Regions from separate parts of the Canis lupus genome. Here region 2 is linked to region 1. The links are chromatin contacts, called in public Hi-C maps. All regions are on one chromosome and are shown on one strand. Each heading gives the region's core, a stretch centred on a gene start, on an enhancer-like site or on the middle of the called end of the contact. The rest is flanking DNA. Distances are from core to core; before and after follow the strand shown.

Region 1 (4,788 bases), core at 1,840-4,339:
TAATAAATCATTGAAAGCCTTAAACAGTAGGCATCTTACTTGCAGTGTGTATATCCCCGTGGATTATCCGTTCCAGTGTTGCCCCTTGCAGAGACCACTGAAATGAAGCTGTTGATTGACTGCCCCTGAAGCTGCCAGATTTTTCCAGACTAACAGTTACAGGAGCTCAGGGGGTGCTATAGCAACAGATCTCATTTTGGACAAAATGTGCATATCTAAATTAGAGAGGTTTTACCTTCACAACACACCCAAGCTGCCTACTTCCTCCTACTTAACGAAGGGAGGAGAGGAAGCCATCTTCTCTCACCACATCTACCAATCAGCTTGCACTGTAACCGTCCAGTCGGGAAGAGCCTATACTCATATCAAAGACAGACCTTTCCACTTCTGTCCTGGACTCCAGGGCACAAGCACTCTCTAGTAGTCCTCACCTTGGAACACAACACAGCAAAGATCACACATCTTCTCTGGTCGCACATCTTCCAGAGACCACCTCATTTGTCTGATCACCTGTATCACAAATTCATCAAAACATCTGTTATTTCTATTTCTATTCCTCATGTTCAATATTCCCTCAACCGTCTCAGTGAGGCTTTGTCCTCACCATCCCACTGGCGCTGCTCGTCTTGGGGTGGCCATGGCCTCCCTGTTGTCAAATCCAACCATCATTTCTCTGTTTTCCTCTCACTCAAGCTTCTGGGCAGAAGACCACAAAGTGCATCATTCCCTCTTCAAAACACTTTTTTCTTCCACAGACCTTTGGTTTTCCTCCCTTCTCTCAGACCTCTCCTTCTGAGTCTCCCTCCTCTTCTTCCTGTCCGTGGTCACCTATGTTGGAAGGCCCTAGGACTCAGTTCTTAGACTTCAATTTATCCTCCTGTGTGAGCTCATTCAGAGTTATTTAAAATATTTTCTACATGCAGGGGTGCCTGGGTGGCTCAATTGGTTGAGCATCTGACTCTGGATTTTGGCTGGGGTCATGATCTTGGGTTTATGGTATCAAGCCCCACATAGGATGGGGAGTCTGGTGCAGATTCTCTTTCTCTTTGCCCCTCTTCCCCTCAAATAAATAAATACTTAAAAATAAAACAAAATAAAATAAAATATTTTCTACATGCAGATGAAGACCAAAGTCACATCTTAAGCTCCAATCTCTCTCCAGGCTCCAGAGACATTCATCCACTTGCCTGTTGAACTTCTCTACCAGGATGATCTCTGGAGTCAGGCTGCTGAGGTTTGTATCCTTATTTGTGAAAAGGAGATAATAGTGATACCTACTTCACTGGGTTACTTAGAACAGTGTGAGCACAAAGTAAATGCTCAGTAAATACCCTGTTTGTTTACTTGTTTAAATTCCCTAAAAGTTAGAGAGAAGGAACCTCGTATAAGTGTGTGGGTGTGCCCCCATGTGCATACATGTGTCTAATTGTACAATGAATTCTAAAGGCCTAGAACAGGGCCTGGACCCTAGCAGGAGCTGGATATTGATTGAATGAGTGAAGGGATGAATGGATGAATCCATTTCTTTAGAGGAGGAAAAGGCGGTGGTGAGCCCAGGAACCCGGCAAACTGCCACTGGTTGTCTGTGTCTTAATTGCAGGAGTCATCCATCTATGGATTTTTTCCAACTCCCCTACACAGTGTCTTTGAAATGTCCCTTCTTATTGACCAAGTGTGGCATTTCTGCCTCTGGCGTCTGACAGTGCGGGGCATGCCCTGCTTCGTTTCTTGGAAAGTGTAAAATACAGTTAATTGTTCAAACTCATAAATAAATGCTTTTACAGTGAGACTCTGTTTCACCAGCACTTAGTAGAAACCTAGAAAGCAGTCCTATTAGGTAAAATATGTAACTATAGACAGAGCTATATCTATATATAACACAAATAAATGTGACAGTAAAAGGTGAGTAGGGGACTGGAGGTAAAGGAGGGATTTAGAAAGATTTTGCTGAATACCAGTAGTGAAGCTTTTGGGAAAGTTGACACGCACCCGCAGCAGCGCTAAGGTTCTGGCCGATCGCCCCGCCCCGCCCCCTCCTGTTCCCGGGCCGCGCCCTGCCGGCACCCAGGTTCCTCCCGGCCCCGCCTCTGCTCGTACTCCGCCCCGCCCCTGCCCCCCGCCCCGCCCCCGCCCCGTTCCGTCCCCCGGCCGCGCCCTGCCGGCACCCAGGTTCCTCCCCGCACGCTCTCCGGCCCCGCCCCACGCTGCTCCCAGGTCCTGCCCGGTCCCGCGCTCCGACCCGCCCCACACCTTGGCCCCGCTCCCAACCCGTTCTACACTCAGGCCCCGCCTCACAAGCCGACCCGCCCGCGCTCCCGCCTTGCCCTGAATCAGCCCCGGCAGAGCCCGGCCAGATTCCCCCGGCCGCCCTGCACTTGGTCCGCGGTGCCCCCGCGCCCCTGTCCCGCCCACGACTCGGCCCCACCCTGCCCTCCGCCCCGCCGCACTTCTCGGCGCCGCTCCGGCGTCGGCCCCGCCCCGCGCCCGGCCCCGCCCCGCGCCCCGCCCCCGGCCCCGGCCCCGCCCCGCGCTCCCGCCCGGCTCAGCATCCCCTCGGAGCCCCGCCCTGTCCCCCGCCCGCGCCCTATCCCTCCGGCCCTCCTTGCACTCCCGCCTGCTTCCCAGTCGGCCGCGCCCAGCAACGCCCCCAGCTCCCGCCGGGTCCTGAGCCGCGGCCCAGCTCGACGACTCGGCTCCACCCTCCATCTCCGACCTGCCCTGCCCTGGCCTCGGCCCCTCGGCCCCTCGGCCCCTCGGCCCCGCCCCCGCCCCTCGGCCCCGCCCCCGGCCCCGCCCCTCAGCCCCCGCCCCGCATCCCGGCCCCGCCCCCGGCCCCGCCCCCGCCCCGCCCCTCGGCCCCCGCCCCGCATCCCGGCCCCGCCCCCGGCCCCGCCCCCGCCCCGCCCCTCGGCCCCCGCCCCGCATCCCGGCCCCGCCCCTCGGCCCCTCGGCCCCTCGGCCCCGCCCCGCGCCGTGGCCCCGCCGAGCTCTGCGTCCCGTGGGGCTCCGCCGCGCAGGGAACGTCTGCAGGACCAGGAGCTCCCGCGGCCCGGACCCCGTGGCCCGCGTGGCCGCTGCAGCCCGAGCGGCCGGGCGAGGAAAGATGGCGGCCCTGACGACGGTCGTGGTGGCGGCGGCGGCCACGGCGGTGGCGGGAGCTGTGGCGGGGGCGGGCGCGGGCGCGGCCCCCGGGAGCGGCGTGGGAGCCGCGCAGGTGCCGCAACAGGTAACCCGCGGAGGGCCGGAAGCCGTTCCCGCGGGGGGGCGGGGCTGTGGGCGCTGTGGGCGCTGCGGGCGCCGGGGCCGGGACGGGGCCGGGACGGGGTCGGGCCCCCGCCGAGCTGGTGTCCGCCGCAGCGCCTCCGGGGGCGGGGGCGGGGGCGGGGGCGCGGGCGCTGGGAGCCTCCCCTGGCCGCGGCCGGGCCCACGCCGGGCGTCGCGCTCTGTGGGCTTGTGCGTGCAACTGCTTTTTCAGAGCCACGGCCATGTGGCTTTGGCATCGAGGCAAAGTCTGGGTGGGAACCCTGGCTCCGCCGCCCCCAGCCCCGTGATGAGAACCTAACGTCTTGGCGACTCCGTGCCTTCTGGTCCCCACGTCCGCGGGGCCCTGCACGGTGCCCGGTCGTTGGTGGCTGCTCCGTTATTGTGTCTGAGCGAGGAGCACAAGAAGAGCTAAACACGGGGTGGTCTCGTATCTGCCTAGGACCTCGGTCTCCGCGCCGGGGACCAGAGGATCCTCAGGGACGGCTGGGTCCAGTTGCTTCCGCCAGAGACCTCCACTGCTCTCGTTGTCCCGCAGCCCACACCCAGAGCGTGGGCAGCCCCCCGTGTCCTACCTGCAGAGTAAGTCAGAAATCCCACTCACTCTTCACATCTCCAGTGCCGCTGCCCTTGTCCACACCATCATTTCTCCCTGGCTGAAATACTTTCTGAATTGGTTTCTGTTCTAACATTCTTGCCTTCTTAAAGTATCCTCAACAGCCGGGGCAGTTCAGTCCAGTAATGACACTCTTCAGCTCAGAGCCCTCATAGTAAAAGCCGATGTCCTTTCCACGGTCTGCAGAGCCTTCTGCTTGTCCCTCAGGCATGCCTAGCACTCTCCTACCTTAGGACCTTTGTCATTGCGATTCCCTCTTCCCTCTTGATTCTGTGGCTAGCTCTGTTTTCTTCTTTTTTAAAAAAAAAAAACTTCTTCTATTTATTCATGAGAGACACACAGAGAGGCAGAGACATAGGCAGAGGGAAAAGTTCCCCTCTCTGCTGAGCAGGGAGCCCCATGTGGGACTTGATCCCAGGACCCCGGGATCATGATCTGAGCCAAAGGCAGATAATGGTCAACCACTGAGCCACCCAGGCACCCCTAGCTCTGTTTCTTTCATGTAACTTTGTTCAAGTGCCATCAGCTCAGTGATTCTTTTCTTTTTTTAAAATTTTATTTATTTACTCATGAGAGACACAGAGAGAGAGGGAGAGACTTAGGCAGAGGGAGAAGCAGTCTTCATGCAGGAAGCCTGATGTGGGACTCGATCACCAGACCCTGGGATCACACCCTGAGCCAAAAGCATCTAGACGCTCAACCGCCGAGCCACCTAGGTGTCCCTCAGTGCTTCTTTTCATGACTTACCCAAACTGAATCCCCTTACTCATCACACCCTATTCCCTCTTCTGGTTTTGTTTTGCTCCATGGCACTTATTACCAGTAGGCTACATGTTACATATTTTCCTTTTTCTCTTGTGTTTTAGTCCTGAATCATAGTAGGCACTCACTGAGTATTTGAGGATCAATCC
Region 2 (5,040 bases), core at 1,825-4,324, 220 kb before region 1:
GTAACTCCATTCCACATTCTCACCCCTCAGGATTATATCCTAATTTCACATATTTCTGTGTTTGAATGTGTTTTATCTATCACCTATTATATTTCTCTGCAATGAAAAGATATATACATTTAAATTTAATATTTTAGGGATGGACGCCTGGGTGCCTCAGCGGTTGAGCGTTTGCCTTCATTCCAGGGTGTGATCCTGGAGTCCCAGGATCAAGTCCCATGTCTGGCTTCCTGCATGGAGCCTGCTTCTCCCTCTGCCTGTGTCTCTGCCACTCCCTCTCTCTTTCTGTGTCTTTCATGAATAAATAAATAATCCTTAAAAAAATAAATTTGGGGGATGCCTGGGTGGTTCAGCGGTTTGGCGCCTGCCTTCGGCTCAGGGCATGATCCTGGAGTCCCAGGATCAATTCCCATGTCAGGCTCCCTGCGTGAGGCCTGCTTCTCCCTGAGACTGTGTCTCTGCCTCTCTCTCTCTCACTCTGTGTCTCTCATGAATAAATAAATAAAATCTTAAAAAATAAATAAATAAATTTAATATTTTACATTTCCTGTGTCTGAAAGACTATAAGTGCTGAAATATTTTCTTCTAGATTGAGATATATTAAAAATAATCAATTATTCAAAATAATATAAAATATATTACAAAGCTTTTAAAGTATTAGACATAAGTAACTTTTTACAATTACTGCATTTGTTTGCTGTTAAATACTACTTCTTAGAAGAAAGAGATATAGTTTAGCATCAGTGTTTTTTCTATTTTTCATTTTAGTAAATTGTAAGAATGTTTTTACCGTTAATAAGTAGATGGGGCTGTAAGGTTTTGAACTTTAAAATTCTTTGAACTCCTACTTTATAGACTCATATAGTGATCTTCAGGTCATCCTTTATTGAAAGCAATTATTTGGAAATCATATGACTTGCAGAAGAATTTGTTACAGAGCCATTAGAAGTATACACTTTCTCAATACAGCCCAATATTTTAAGTTGATAAAAAACTGACAAAAGTTTCCTCGAGTTTTTACACGCTGGAATAATGCACCCTTCTAAGATCTCATTGAATGAGTTATGCCCTCTCTTTTTGCAATTTGGAAAATATATAGCTATGGTGGCATGGCTGGGAAATGAAGCAGGGAGACACACTGACTGCATTCTTTAAACCAGCAAATCAGTTTCAGGAAATAGTATAGATGCAAGTTGAAGATTCAGAAACAAGTGGCCTTAAAATGATCTTAAGTAGGCACCTACCCCTTGAAAATCCCTTGGAGGGAATGCGAGGGTGCACATCTCAGTTTGCAGGCCACTGATAAAAATTTTCACGTCGTCTTACTGAATTTGTTAAGAGCTCAGGCTAGGCTTTGGTCAGGACTCTGTACAGTGGCATCTGTGTCTTGGGAGTATAGACCTGTGACCTGCACACTAAGGATAAAGCAGCTCAACCTCTCGGTTGATGGATTGTTAAAAATGACTACTCTGATCCTTTAATTCTGTTCTTCTGTATTTTCTTCTCAATGCTAGTAACCTGAGCTTCAATTCTGGGGTTCTGTGATGCAACCTGTATACTGACTACTTAATAAAAAAGGATTATTAAGACTATAAGGACACAATAAATCTTTAGAGGACAGTAAGGGAAAAACAAAACAAAGTATGTACTTGTATGAAAATTAGGACTTCAAAGGTCACCTGGGTGGCTCAGTGGTTGAGCATCTGCCTTTGGCTCAGGGTGGGGTCCCGGGGTCCTAGGATGGTGTTCCCCATAAGGCTCCCCGCAGGGAGCCTGCTTCTCCCTCTGCCTGTGTATCTCCTCTCTCTGTGGGTCTCTCATGAATAAATAAAATCTTAAAAAAAAAGAAAATTAGGACTTCAATTATGCAAAATTACATCAACTACAAACCTACATAAACTTCTAGACAAAACTATAAGTCAAGAAGCAAACATGAAGTTGTGATTTTGGGGCGTGTGTGAAATGTCTGACTTTAAAAATAATGATTACATTTGTGAGGCGGGGTCTGATAACGTCTAACCTAATAGTCTTTCCCCCAGTGGTACCCAAGGAATTGGTACAAAATAAAGTATTCACAAGATTGATGATCAGTTTTTCAAACACTATTTCCTCCTCATGATTCGCTTGGGTGTTCTTCCCCAAACATACCTACACTTTTCCTCAATCTCGTTTAATACATCCCTTGCCTTAACGTCACAGATTTGGTACGTTTCCTTCCCTGCGGTATGATGTGATCTTCATTCAGATTAGCTTTTTGGCTTTCTTTCATTTTCTGGTTTTATTGTTCAAAGAGTTGAAGAGCTTGACCTTGTTGACTTACTGCTCTGAAATTTTAGCACTCTTCATAACATTTTAGTTTTTTAGAGCCCTTTAAAAGAAAAAAAAAAAAGGCATAAGTCATGACTGGCAGCGCGCCCCACACTAATCTTTTACTGAGATTTCCCGTGTTTTTTCTTGTTCTGTTTTTCCGACATCTAACCATGAGAGCTCGGTGTATTTCCACCAACAGGAGAGAAGAGGGTGCTCCCGGAGCGTCGGTGGGTGCGAGGGAGTGACCACAGCCACCGCGCTCCTGAAGTTCTGGCCGTGGGACCCAGAGGTCCCGCACACCAGCCTCCCGACACGTGCGCGGGGAACCCGAGGCGGCGGAGCGGCGCCCGCCCCCGCCCCCCCCCCGGGCCGCCGAGCCGAGCCGAGCCGAGCCGAGCCGAGCCGAGCCGAGCCGCGGCGTGGCCCCGCCCCCTCGTGGCGCCCCGCCCCCTGGCGTGCCTCACGCCGCTGCGTCTTCCGCCGGGCTCGCGGCCCCGCCCCGCCCCGCCCCGCCCCCCCCCCCCCCCCGCCCCGCCCCGCCCCTACGCGGTTGCTCGCGGCGGCCGCCGCCCTCCCCCGGCCCAATGGCGCGGCTGCCGCGTCAGTGATGTGAAGCCTCGCTCCGGCTCGTCCGGCCCCCGGCCCGCCGCCCATTACACCATCCGCCGCGGCATCCGCTGCAGCTGCTGTAGCCCGCGCAGACGGGGAGGGCGGGAGGCGGCGCGGCGCGGCGCGGCGGGGCGGGGCGGGGCGAGCGGCGCGGCCGGATTCATTCCTGTGGGGCGCGGGGCATGGACGAGCTGTGCGGCTGCAGGCGGAGCAGGCCGGCCCCGGCGGCGGCGCGGACAACGGTTTCCATTTAAGGGGGGCGGCCCGAGCGTGAGCGGCCGGCGGCGGCGGGGAGGCCCGGCCCCCGGGCAGGTAGCGGCGGCGGCGGGGCCCTCGGCGGGGAGGCCCGGGCGGGCGGGGGAAGGCGGCGGCGGGCCGAGGCCGCGGGCTCGGCGGCTGGCCGGGCGGGGGTGGCGGGGGCTCGGGGAGGCGGCCGCCCGGGCCTGGAGACGGCGGCGGGGAAGCTTACGGAGGGGCGGCCGCGGTCTGGGGGCGGCCGGGGCATCCAAGTGGGGCGGGCCAAGTTGGCTAAGCCGGACGGCGGCCGGATTTCCTGAGAGGCTCGAGGACTTGCGAAGCGCAGAGCAGCCTTGGGGCGGCCGCTGTGCGTGCGCCGGCCGGGTCTGTGGTGTCCGACCTTTCTGTTCCGTCCCCAAACCCCCTCTGGCCCCCGTGAGGCCTTCAGCCTCGCGCTTGGCCCGCTCTCCCCTGCAGCTGGGAGCCAGAGGAACGTTTCTGAACCCGCGTCTCCTGCCTCTTTTCGGTTGTACTCACTCTGGGCGTGTGCGAAGCCGAAACTAGAACAAAGCTTGGCTGCTTAGGAGGCGAGAAAGCCGGTTGCCGGGAGGGTTTACGCTGACCGTGTGCAGGGGAGAGACTGCCTCCCCCCGGACCCTTAGGGCCCGTGTGCACCCTTTGTGTTCCTCCCGCCGTGTCTGGTGTCTGGGGGGCTTGAGTAGTCCCTGGAGTATGCCTCTCCCCTCCTCCCCCTGCCGACTCCCGCCGCGGAGGAGGAGAAATTAAGGAGACCTAAGTAGTGTTTTTGCCCTTACCTATGGAAATTTCAAAACTGCCACTTTTTTTTTTTCCCCCCTTCTCTCTCTTTTCTAGTTTGGTGCTCTGGTTGTCAGATGTTGGGAGGCGGTAAGACAGCATACTTTTCGTGGTTTTATATCCGTTCGGGGTGCAGCGATTAACACTGAACTTTGGTTCCTGTGACTCTTGCCTGTGTCGATAGAGTGAAGCTGGAGCTTTGCTTTGAAGGATAAAGAAAGCGCAGCCTCTCCACCGGACATAAATGGATCTAAAGACAGCAGTATTTAACGCAGCTCGGGATGGCAAACTCCGGCTTCTCACCAAGTTGTTGGCAAGCAAATCCAAAGAGGAGGTTTCCTCCTTGATCTCTGAAAAAACAAATGGAGCCACGCCGCTCCTGATGGCCGCCAGGTACGGGCACCTTGACATGGTGGAATTCCTCCTAGAGCACTGCAGCGCCTCCATAGAAGTGGGGGGCTCTGTCAACTTTGATGGCGAAACCATTGAGGGGGCTCCCCCGCTGTGGGCCGCCTCTGCAGCAGGACATCTGAAGGTGGTGCAGTCTTTGTTAAATCATGGAGCGTCTGTCAACAACACAACTCTGACCAACTCCACTCCTCTGCGAGCTGCCTGTTTCGATGGCCATTTGGAAATAGTGAAGTACCTCGTGGAACACAAAGCTGATTTGGAAGTGTCCAACCGCCACGGGCATACGTGCCTGATGATTTCGTGCTACAAAGGACACAAAGAGATTGCTCAGTATTTACTTGAAAAGGGTGCAGATGTTAATAGAAAAAGTGTTAAAGGTGAGTTCACCTTCTTCGTTGCGGTTTTTGAAGTGTTTACCATTATTTTTCAGGAAGTCTGGTCCCTAACTATATAAACAGTGGGCGCTGAGTCAGCCAACACCGACAGACCTGTTTTGATTATGTGTCCCTTCCATCCTAACCTTGCTGGTCGTTTCTCTGATACCCCATAACACAGTGAACAAGTGTGATGAAAAGACCTCAGTCACGACATTAAGGAGCATTTTTCTGTCACTTGTTTCGAGTACCTTCCAATTCCTGGGTTCCCCAGAGTTACAGG

Evidence for each region. A called contact is a pair of places that touch in the nucleus more often than the background predicts.
Region 2: a contact with region 1 is called in a Hi-C map of blood, with 2.4 times the contacts expected there. The contact joins the promoter of FEM1C here to the promoter of CCDC112 in region 1. A contact is called at or near these places in 2 of 9 Hi-C or Micro-C datasets (both in blood).

The regions. Positions count from the first base shown.
Region 1 is chr11:5,321,460-5,326,247 of UU_Cfam_GSD_1.0, reverse strand. It overlaps CCDC112 (coiled-coil domain-containing protein 112), which reads left to right and starts at 3,089. Exons shown (of 9, transcript XM_038551839.1): 1 at 3,089-3,226. The coding sequence starts at 3,104. LOC119876793 (a long non-coding RNA gene) reads left to right here and starts at 1,038. Exons shown (of 2, transcript XR_005366513.1): 1 at 1,038-1,234; 2 at 1,601-1,787.
Region 2 is chr11:5,540,347-5,545,386 of UU_Cfam_GSD_1.0, reverse strand. FEM1C (protein fem-1 homolog C) reads left to right here and starts at 3,074. Exons shown (of 4, transcript XM_038551842.1): 1 at 3,074-3,231; 2 at 4,030-4,062; 3 at 4,157-4,760. The coding sequence starts at 4,217. It overlaps LOC102151249 (a long non-coding RNA gene), which reads right to left and starts at 3,592. Exons shown (of 2, transcript XR_005366514.1): 1 at 3,389-3,592.